Regions from separate parts of the Oryctolagus cuniculus genome. Here region 2 is linked to region 1. Evidence: chromatin contacts called from public Micro-C data. All regions are on one chromosome and are shown on one strand. Each heading gives the region's core, a stretch centred on a gene start, on an enhancer-like site or on the middle of the called end of the contact. The rest is flanking DNA. Distances are from core to core; before and after follow the strand shown. Region 1 has its middle 12 kb from the start of MC5R. Region 2 has its middle 7.0 kb from the start of MC2R.

What was found. A called contact is a pair of places that touch in the nucleus more often than the background predicts.
Region 2: a Micro-C map of ear pinna shows a contact between it and region 1, with 12 times the contacts expected there. The contact joins two enhancer-like sites. A contact is called at or near these places in 4 of 6 Hi-C or Micro-C datasets (ear pinna, psoas muscle, skin fibroblasts and 1 more).

The regions. Positions count from the first base shown.
Region 1 is chr10:70,652,597-70,657,867 of mOryCun1.1, forward strand. No RefSeq gene overlaps it. Among named protein-coding and RNA genes, the nearest start is that of MC5R, 12 kb to the right of the region's middle. Within about 2 kb of position 3,300, at least 1 of the 8 cell types and tissues checked has an H3K27ac peak or open chromatin away from gene starts, as enhancers often do.
Region 2 is chr10:70,734,354-70,739,225 of mOryCun1.1, forward strand. No RefSeq gene overlaps it. Among named protein-coding and RNA genes, the nearest start is that of MC2R, 7.0 kb to the left of the region's middle. Within about 2 kb of position 2,713, at least 1 of the 8 cell types and tissues checked has an H3K27ac peak or open chromatin away from gene starts, as enhancers often do.

The DNA of each region.
Region 1 (5,271 bases), core at 2,050-4,549:
TTATGCCCTGCTGTCAGGCTGTCTAACTGGTCATGCCAGATTAAGTCATCTGGTGAATCATCTGGCCCCGGGTGCCGCAAGGGGATCTTGAACTTTAAACAGTGTATTTCAAATCCTTGATTAACTCACTCGTCCTTATCTTGGTCAGAAGTCAGTTCAGACTTCCAGATAATTCCAAGAGCCATGTACGGGGCTGCCTTGGTGCAGCTTAGACACCTTTTTCTTTCTTTATAACAAAGCTCTTCTTGGAGGGTGGGGGGCCGGCACTGCGGCGTAGTAGTCTAAGCCTCTGCGGTGCCAGCATCCCGTGGTGACCAGTTCATGTCCTGGCTGCTCCTCTTCCAATCCAGCTCTCTGCTATGACCTGGGAAAGCAGTGGAAGATGTCCCAAGTGCTTGGGCCCCTGCACTCTCATGGGAGAGACCCGAAGGAAGCTCCTGGCTTCTAGCTTTGGATCAGCTCAGCTCTGGCTATAAGGGCTGTTTGGAGAGTGAACCAGTAGATGGTAGACCTTTCTCTGTCTCTTCTCTGTCTGTAACTCTGTCTCTCAAATAAAGAAATAAAAAATCTTAAAAAAAAAGCTCTTCTGGAATAAAGCATTTTCGCTCCCTGTTCTTTGTCCTCTAAAGTGGCTTGATGCAGTTCTCCACCCTTGTAATGGAAGAGACCTGAAGTCACTCACACCAAAGCACCACAACCCTTCCAGTACAGAGCACTGCTCCCCTCCTACCTGATCACGTCTTGTGGAGTCGCATATGAACGGGTATAGGTATTTGGGGATCCTGGAGAATCAGTGCCAAGAGCCCAATAATCCCTCCTGGCTCTGGTGAATTCCTTTCAAATTACACTGAAGGGTCAGCACTGTGGCATAGCAGGTAAACCAGCCTTTGACACCAGCATCCCATATGGACCCTGGTTCCAGTCCTGGCTGCTACACTTCTAATCCATCTCCCTGCTAAGGATTTCCTGGGAAAGCAGTGGAGGGTTGTCCAAGTACTTGGGCCCATGTACTCATGTTGGAGACCCAAAAGAAGCTCCTGGCTCCTGCTTCAGCTTAGCCCAGCCCTGACTGTTTTGGCCATTTGGGGAAAGAACCAGTGGATGGAACCTCTCTCTCTCTCTCTCTCTCTCTCTCTCTTCCCCTCTCTGCCTTTCAAATGAATAAATAAAAAACTTAAGAAAAAGACATTGAGAGTAAATACAAGGGTACTTAAGAAATTCCATGGGAAAATGGAATTGAATTTGGTACAAAAAATATTGACATCCATGTGTAGTTTCTTTATATAAATTATGAAAAAAAATCAGCAAAATTAATTTTTAATTCAATTTTCCATGAACTTTTTGAAGCATGTAAGTACATGAATGCCTGCCGGTTCAGAGGCAGTGCACCTAAGTTTCTGTGGCTGCAGTTCAGGCACACAGTTCCCGCAGAGATGGGATCCTGCCTGGGTTCAATTGCTTAGTATTTAGTAATGACACATTGTGTTACAGATGATCAAGGGGCACCAGATGTTGGGTCAACATCTGGAATTATCTCAGACACCCCGACACTACAAGAAACATCTGATAAATAACCTGTAGAGCCAAGTTCCACTTGAATTGTCACATTCAACTTCTTGAAAGTCCTAACTTGAGCTCTTGTTTTATATATATATATATGTGTGTGTGTGTGTGTGTGTGTGTGTATATATATATATATATATATACAGGTATATTTACTTAAAAGGCAATTACAGAGATGGAGAGATAGATGGGATTTTCTACCTGTTGGTTCCAATACATCTGTTTTGGGGCTGGCATTGTGGTGGTACAGCAGGTTAAGCCACTGCCTGTGCTGTGGGTGCTGACCTGGCTCCTGGCTTCATCCCTGGCCCAGCCTGGCCAATGCAGGTGTTTGGGGAGTGAATCAGTGGGTGGGAACTCTGTGTCTCTCGCTATCTGTCTCTTGAATACATTTAAAAAAGAAAAGAACACTAGAGTACAAAAACCTCTGGGGAAAGAGCCCTGCTCATTTGGACGAATTCCATGGCAGCACAAGGACTAGCTTGAGCACAGGAAATAGACCCTATCGAATGCTGAGGGGGTTGCGTGGAGCAGGGCTCAGCGTCAGCTGAGCTGAGGCAAGTTAGACTCCCAGGTGACGTGCAGCCCTCTGCTCTGCCACAGTCAGGAAGATGGCCCCAGCCCCAGCCCCAGCCCCAGCCCCAGCCGTCCTGGAGATTCATGCACACTTGGGGGCTCCCAGGAGAAGAAGAAATTCTTTTTGTTGCTCTTGGAGGAGAAATCATCCACACAGGCCCTTTGGCAGGTTCCCTCCCATTTTGTTGATTAGAATTAGCAAATCCAGCGAGTCCCACCGTGACATCTGCATGTGCTGGGTCATGCAGTGGTCAAGCGAATGGGGACAGGTCCCTGGACACAATCTAGCATCTGTAAGGAAGGGAGAAGGAGGATCCCCCCCCCCCCCCACGTCGGGACAGCCCGAGATGCTGCCATGGAAGCTTCCAACCCCAAAGCTAACCGGGTCCGTGATTGCTGTCATTCGCTTCTCATCACCTTTTATGCTCGGCGAAGTCTGTGAAGACTGGCAGAGCCTGTGATGGCGGGGGCTGGACGCTGCTCTCCACCTGCACACGTCACAGATCCCAGCGCTGGAGCTGAGCTGATCTGTATTTGGGGCAGGTGTCTCTCCTTTGTTCTTAGGACCAGTTAGCCCTGACTCCTGCTCTTACACGCGCTTCACTGTCCTAGGAGTGCTGAGACAGAGGCAGAGCATCGTCTCCCATCGGGACGGTCTTCACGAATGGGTGGACTTAGTTTCTGTGAGGTGTATTGAAAGAGCATCAACATACCCTCGAAGCGTTTGGCACCCCGTGGGCAAGGCCTTCCAATATCTGCGATTTCCGCCCATCTGACATTTGTGAAATCTGAGGACAACTATATGGGCTCCTGAAAATTGCATCTTGGATAATCCCAACAGTTCCGGCTATGCCCGTCTGAGGCGATGCCAGTGATGCTGTTATGGCTAAGCAGACGCCCAGATGGCAGGGGTGCCGCGTGCGCCTGGTCCGTGCCTCTGTTTCGTCTAAGATACAAGAAGCCGGTTCCGGCGCATGAGTTCAGAGCCAAGGTCTTCAGGGGCTGTTCGGAAGCGCAGAGTGGCAGACTTTCACGGAGCAACCGACGGAGTGCCTGGGATCAGCAGTGGGCAGCAGAGAGCCACCTGCGTCAGCCCTGGGCCAGATCCGCTCAGGAATCAGGGCAAAGTTCTAGCCTGAGGAAGGAATCCAGGGCGGTCTGGAGGGGAAGCAGGGAGCCAAGTGCATGTGTGTTGCACAGAAGTTGGAGTTAAACTCTGCCGTGTCGACCGCGGCTTGCATTCCCAGAAGAGAAACAGCGGTGCGCACTTAGGCCTATTTAAGGGAGAGTCAGCGGCTGGGCGTGGGTCAAGAACTACACAAGGCTAATTATAGCCATGGCTGGATGAGAAGTACCGTTTCTCTATTTTAAAAACAATATTTAGGGCCCAGCGCTGTGGCGTAGTGGGTAAAGCCGCTGCCTGGAGTGCCGGCATCCCGTATGGGCGCCAATTGGTATCCTGGCTGCTCCACTTCCAATCCAGCTCTCTACTATGGCCTAGGATAGCAGTAGAAGATGTCCTTGGGCCCCTGCGCTGACGCGGGAAACCCAGAAGAAGCTCCTGGCTCCTGGCTTCGGATCAACACAGCTCCAGCTGTTGCGGCCAATTGGGGAATGAACCAGCAGGTGCAAGATCTCTCTCTCTCTCTGCCTCTCCTCTCTCTGTGTAACTATCTAAACAAATAAACCTAAAAAAAAAAAAAAAGAAAGGCAGGGAGATGGAGAGATGCAGAGATCTTCCATCCACTGGTTCATTTCTCAAATGCCCACAAGAGCCACTGCTGGGCCAGGCCAAAGCCACCAGCTAGGGACTCCATCCAAGTCCCCCATGTGGGTGGCAGGACCCACATGCTTGAGTCATCACCAGCTGCTGCCCAGGGTGCACATCAGCAGGAAGCCAGAATTGGAAGGCAATCTGGGACCTGAACCCAGGCACTCTGATATGATGCGAGGGTGTGCCACACGTGTCTACACTGCTGTGCAACACACCCAGCCCTTGGTCTACCTTCTAACAGTCGTATCTCTCTGTCAATCATCTGTCTTCCTCAGCAAAGTTGGGATAGTACATTGAACCACAGGCCACCCATATTTTTCCTTAATATGATAAACTTGTCTAAAACATTTAAAAAGCTGTGCACAATGTTCTGTTAATGGTATACCATTTACCTTTTTGCAAACATTTTCTAATCTTAGAGGGACCAAGTCATCCTGCTGGAACTTTGCATTGACTGATATCAAACTTTACTGTACTCTGTTGATAAATTCCAAGTCTGGGAGAACAGTTTCCCTGTTTTATTTATTATTAAACTAATAATGTCTGAGCCCAGTATATCCTAATCCACTTTTATTTTTGCTTATTCCCTTCTAGCATCTGTCAAATGCCTAAACATTCTCCTATGATTACAACCATAATAAACATTTGTGTCTTATATTATAAATGTTTTGAAGTTGACTAATGATTTTCATAATCTTTATTATGTGGGTGATATTCCTGCCAGTGAACATATAATGAACTAACTTGTCATTACCCTACTGTCACTTTTTTTGCTATTAAATATAATTCTGTAATACACCTCTTTATGGGTGTAGTTTTCTCCCTCAGTTGGGCTATTTTTTTTTTTGACAGGCAGAGTGGACAGTGAGAGAGAGAGACAGAGAGAAAGGTCTTCCTTTGCCGTTGGTTCACCCTCCAATGGCCACCGCGGCCGGCGCACTGCGCTGATCCGATGGCAGGAGCCAGGAGCCAGGTGCTTTTCCTGGTCTCCCATGGGGTGCAGGGCCCAAGCACCTGGGCCATCCTCCACTGCACTCCCTGGCCACAGCAGAGGGCTGGCCTGGAAGAGGGGCAACCAGGACAGAATCCGGTGCCCCAACTGGGACTAGAACCTGGTGTGCCAGCACCGCTAGGCGGAGGATTAGCCTAGTGAGCCACGGCGCCGGCCCTGGGCTATTTCTTTAGATTAATTCTTAGAAAGGGATAATAGAGTCTACTTAAACTGGAACAGTAATGTGAATGCCAGTTGCTTGTTTTATTTTTTCAGGGTGGATTTTTCACTGATTCTGTTATTGGGTTATTTTTAAATTGAATCTCATTCTTTTTACTAGAAAGCATATTGAACTGAATAGTAGTAC
Region 2 (4,872 bases), core at 1,463-3,962, 81 kb after region 1:
TCCCAGGAAGGGCACTGCATGTGCTCCAAGAACAGAGTTGAGGATGCCTGCCAGAGGGAGTGCCTAAAGTACATTAAATCTCATCCCCGAACTGGGAGGGAGAGAGAAAGAGAGAGAGAGTGCTCCCATCCTCTGGTTCAGTCAACAAATGGCTGCAACAGCCAGGGCTGGGCTAGGCTGAAGTCAGGAGCCCGAAACTCCATCAGGGTCTCCCACGTGGGTGGCAGGGGCCCAAGTATTTGGGCCATCATGTGCTGCCTCCCCAGGCACATCAGCAGGAAGCTGGATGGGAAGTGGAATAGTTAGGACTTGAACTGGCACTTCAATATGGGACACTGGCATTGCAAGCGGCAGTGTAACCCGTTGCACCACAACTCTTGCCTCGGAGTTTATATTTTAAGTGACGCTATCACCATCTGTTTACTCGTTACTCTTTCAAAAGACTTCTTGGAAATTTCTAATAGTCTTGGAAATTTCTCCCTGGGAGAGAAATGTGAGAAATAGGAGAGAGGAAGAGGGAGAGGGAGAAGATGGGGCGGGAGAGAGGAAGGGGGAAGAGGAGAGGAACATATATGTGATATGATATATGATATATCAAGGCCAAGCTAAGGTTTGATTTTAGTTAGGGAAAGTTGGCCTTCCAGGTATTGCTAGAGTACCCCATGTCCAATATATCCTAAAAATAAAGGGTTTTTTTTGTGAAAGTTAATTTTTGATTTGGTCTATCATCAAAATCAAGAAAGAGCATCAGAGAAAGACACTCTTGTCTACACATGTATGCAAAACAGCTTGATTCATAGAGTTCTCACACTGTGGTTTGGTTTATAAATGATGCCATATGTGAATTATCTAGCCCAGCGCCTGGCACACAGAGAGGGCTTCATAAAGGCTATCGACCTTACTCAAGTGAAGAATCTTAGAAATCTTAGATCTTGTAGAAGTTGAGAGTGGAAGAGTGGTTTGCTGCAGAGGATTGAGGAGAAGTTGGACCCCAGGGACTAAGTTAGAGTTAGAGGTTCTGGTGACCTATTGAACAGGGGTGATGACAGTCAATAATAAGGTGTTGTGTATTTCAAAATAGCTGGAAGAGAAGATTTCGAATGCTGTTACCACAATGAAATGATGGATATTTAAGGGGATGGATAGGTAATTACCCTGACTTGGCCATTTCACAATGTATCTATGCATCAAAACATTGCACTGTGCCCATAAACATGCACACTATGGCTAAATCTTAAAAAGCCACACAAAGCCATTATGATGAGGCTACAGTTAGGCACTTAATATAAAACTTAAACTTGCAGCTTGCACAGCCAGCAAGGGAAGTACAAAGTGATTCTTGAAAATATCAAGCCTGTTATTCCTCACTGAGTTTTCAATGCCATAGAATGGAGTTCCATTGTTCAAACACTTGGCACTGAAGGCTCTCCCAAATCCTTTTCCAGGCTGTCACATTCCCGTTGCATTTTCCAGTGTTCTATGTAGAACCTGTGTTCTTGCCAGCTCGGGGGCTTATTGTCTCAAGGACGTCCAGTTCGTGTTTGCCGTCCACATTTTCACCACCATGGGATTCTCTAACCTCCTCTCTATCTATGCTGCACCTTGGCTTAAGCCTAAGTTGAGATCAAACCTCTTGAACGTCTCCGTCACTCTCTCAACCACATGCTCTGCCCGTGCACTCGTGGCCCGCAGCATGCTTTGTTCTTGCCTTGCATTGGACACTGGGAGTGCCCTGCTCTTGGGAAAGGGCAGCCCCAGTGCCTGTCTTACCTCCCGGGCAGCTGAGAAGTGCCCTGGAGGCTTGGCAAACTCACCACCATCTTCTTCCCGTCTGCTTTCGCCGCTGCTTGCGGTGCCCAGTAACTATGCGGGGAATTCAAAGATTCGTGAATCAATGGAGTCAAACGTTAAGTTCATTTTGGTGCCAAGCTTCTTTGTACAACATGTTCTTCGTACACATTGCCCAGACCTCTTGTCTGTGTGGATTTCTTTTGTGTGTGTGTGTGTATTTCAAAATGTTTTTTTTTTTGCACCAAAATAAACATATCTGATGTCATTTTCCAGGAACATTTTGAAGCACCCAGGTGTTCGTGGATACATTAGAATGTGACCATCATCCTCTGCATGATTTCTAGCAAGACAGATTTAGGAAGATCTATGAATTGTGTGAGAAATAGAGCTGGCGGCTTCATGTTTTCAGTGTAGGAGCATAAAGTCCTAGAGGGGCGTGTTTGTGTTAGGGTTTTGTGGGGATTGATGCTTTTGCTAGCAAGGCATATGTTTTCTTTCCTCTTCTTTGCAGGTGGTGCTAGAAAACAACAGCCATTACCCCTCTCCTAGGGACCATGAGGCATGGAGTTCACAGGGCCCCCTGGAGCAGCTCTGTTTGCAAGAGTATGTGCACGGCCAGGGTCTCCTGCCTGGCTATCCAGGCAGGAAGTAATAACTTTTGGTGCAAGAGTCAGAAGAGGTTTTCACCTAGAAGGAAAGGGGCGTGTGAGTGCCCACTGTCTGAAGGAAGCAGTTGAAATCAGCTTTTTTCCCCCACCAATGTGGAAAGGAGAAAGAACACAACCTCTGGGAGTGTTTCTTCTTGGGACGCAGCGGGCACGGCCCACTTTAGGAAGAGTGAGGAGGCGAAGCCACACCCATACTGGGCCTGGCCCAGAGCTGCTGGGTGGTTGTCACACTGGGGATGGCTGTTTCTGAGAATCCCAAGGAAGCTTGCTGGCAGGACTCTGCCACATTCCTTTAGACAGAGGAGCTGCTCCCCAAGCGACACCCTGTGGCTGTGAGGAGTAACAGCCGCAGCCGATGGGTCAAATACCAGAATGTCCTCGCTTTCTTTTTGGACTCTGTATGTGTAAGCCCTTGGTTTCTAGAAAACTCAGGTGCAAAGAAGGACGTCAGAGGATGATGCTGTAGTTTTTGATGCTAACACAAGAGATGGGTGTTTGAACATTGGGTTTAAATATTAAGAGATTAGTGTTTTTACCCCTAGTTTGTGGAGTAACATATACTGATCCACATTAAAATATGACATCTATGAGATATTCAGAATGAAAAGCAGTAAAATTTTCTAATGGATATATGTGAGTGATGTACACCATATGAAAAAGTATATGGCCAAGACTGTTGGTGCAAAGGGATTGAAATTTTCTGTATTCTGAAGTTCCATTTGGTGAAAAGCAAGCAGTATCCTTTGAGTTGAGAAAGGCAATGGATCTCCTAGAAGACAGTCATTTCCCTTCCTAACTCTGGTATAAGCCCTTCTCATCCAGGAGAAGAATTGTGACAATTGGCTGTAAAATTTGAGAAGCAATTATTATTTGCTATAGATAAAAATTGGAGTAGGGAAAGAGAAATACAGTGGCTAACACTATAAATGTTCCTTTGACATTGACAGATCACAGAAATCAAAACTGCATAATAGAAGATGCAAAGATAATTATAAATAAAAAAGGGGCTGTGGAAGATTTATTTGAAGGCAAGTAAGTATAATTATTCAAAATTCAGGTGCCAACTTTTGCTTCATTAGAAATCCCTTCATTAGAAAATGTCTTATCACTTAAAAACCTAGAGCAAGGAGCCTAGGCACAAGCTCTAACCCTATAGAAGGTGACAGAAATAGTTCATTTTCACTCTGTCTGTGTTTGAAACATTCAGACCTGACTGGTGTGTGATTCAGTGGCCCTACACAGTAGCAAAGATGTGTATACCAGGTGTTCACTGGGTTATTATCTAAAATAGTCAAAAATTGAAAACAGCACAAATAACTAGTGATTGAGGATTTGTAAAACAATTTCTGGAAGATCCATATAATAGAACACTATATGATAATTAAAATCAAGTTTAGTGGTATAGAAGGCTGTGTGTGTGTGTTTATTTGTGTGTGTATGTGGGTATACATATGTATATATTTCATGCAAAGTCATGGAAAAAACTCTGAAAAAAATACATGAACTTCTAATGGTGTGTAACATTGGCTGACATAACTATAAACTAGTTTTAAATAAATATTTTAATTTAGAATAGTTTTAGACTTATGGGGACATTGCCAATAGCACAGAGATTTCTCATACATTCCATACCCAATTTCCCATATCATTAGCATCTTTGATTCGTAAGGTACATTTATCATCATCAATGGACTGACACTGACATGTTATTGTTAACTGAAGTCCATACTTTATTCATGTGCCCTTAGTTTTTGCCTAATGTGCTTTTTCTGTCCCAGGATTCCATCCAGGCTGCCTGTTACCCTCAGCTCTCTTGTTTCCTTAGGCTCTTCCTGGCTGTGTCATTTCTGCCTTTCTTTGTTTTTGATGACCATGAAAGTTTTTAGGAACACTGGTCAGGTATTTTGCAGAATATGTTGCACTTGTCTAGAGTTTTCCTTGTGGTTTGGCTGGGGCTATGGATTTTGGGGGAGGAAGACCACAAGAGGTAAAACATCATTCCTGTCACATCCACACTGTCAACTGTTGAGGTTGGTCAACATCACTGGGATGTTTAGTGTTTGTCAAGTTACTCCTCTCTCTTAAAAATAAGGTCAACTTATCTATTTTTCATTCTTGGATGATGCTTTTGGTATTATATATAAAAACTCACCACCAAGCCCATTGTCATGCAGATTTTCTTTCATGTCTTCTAGAAGTTGTAGAGTTTTGTGTTTTACATTTATGCATGGGATCTATTTGGAGTTAACTGTTTTGTGTGTGTGTGTGTGTGTGTGTGTGTGTGTTTATGTGTGTTTGTAAGGTATAAGACGTGTCTTCCAAAAAGCCTCTTTAAAAAAAAAAGAAAAAAAAACTTTTATCTTTTACAAGAGGCAAAGTTACACCAGCTTCCTTTGTCCCATTCTTTGTGGCT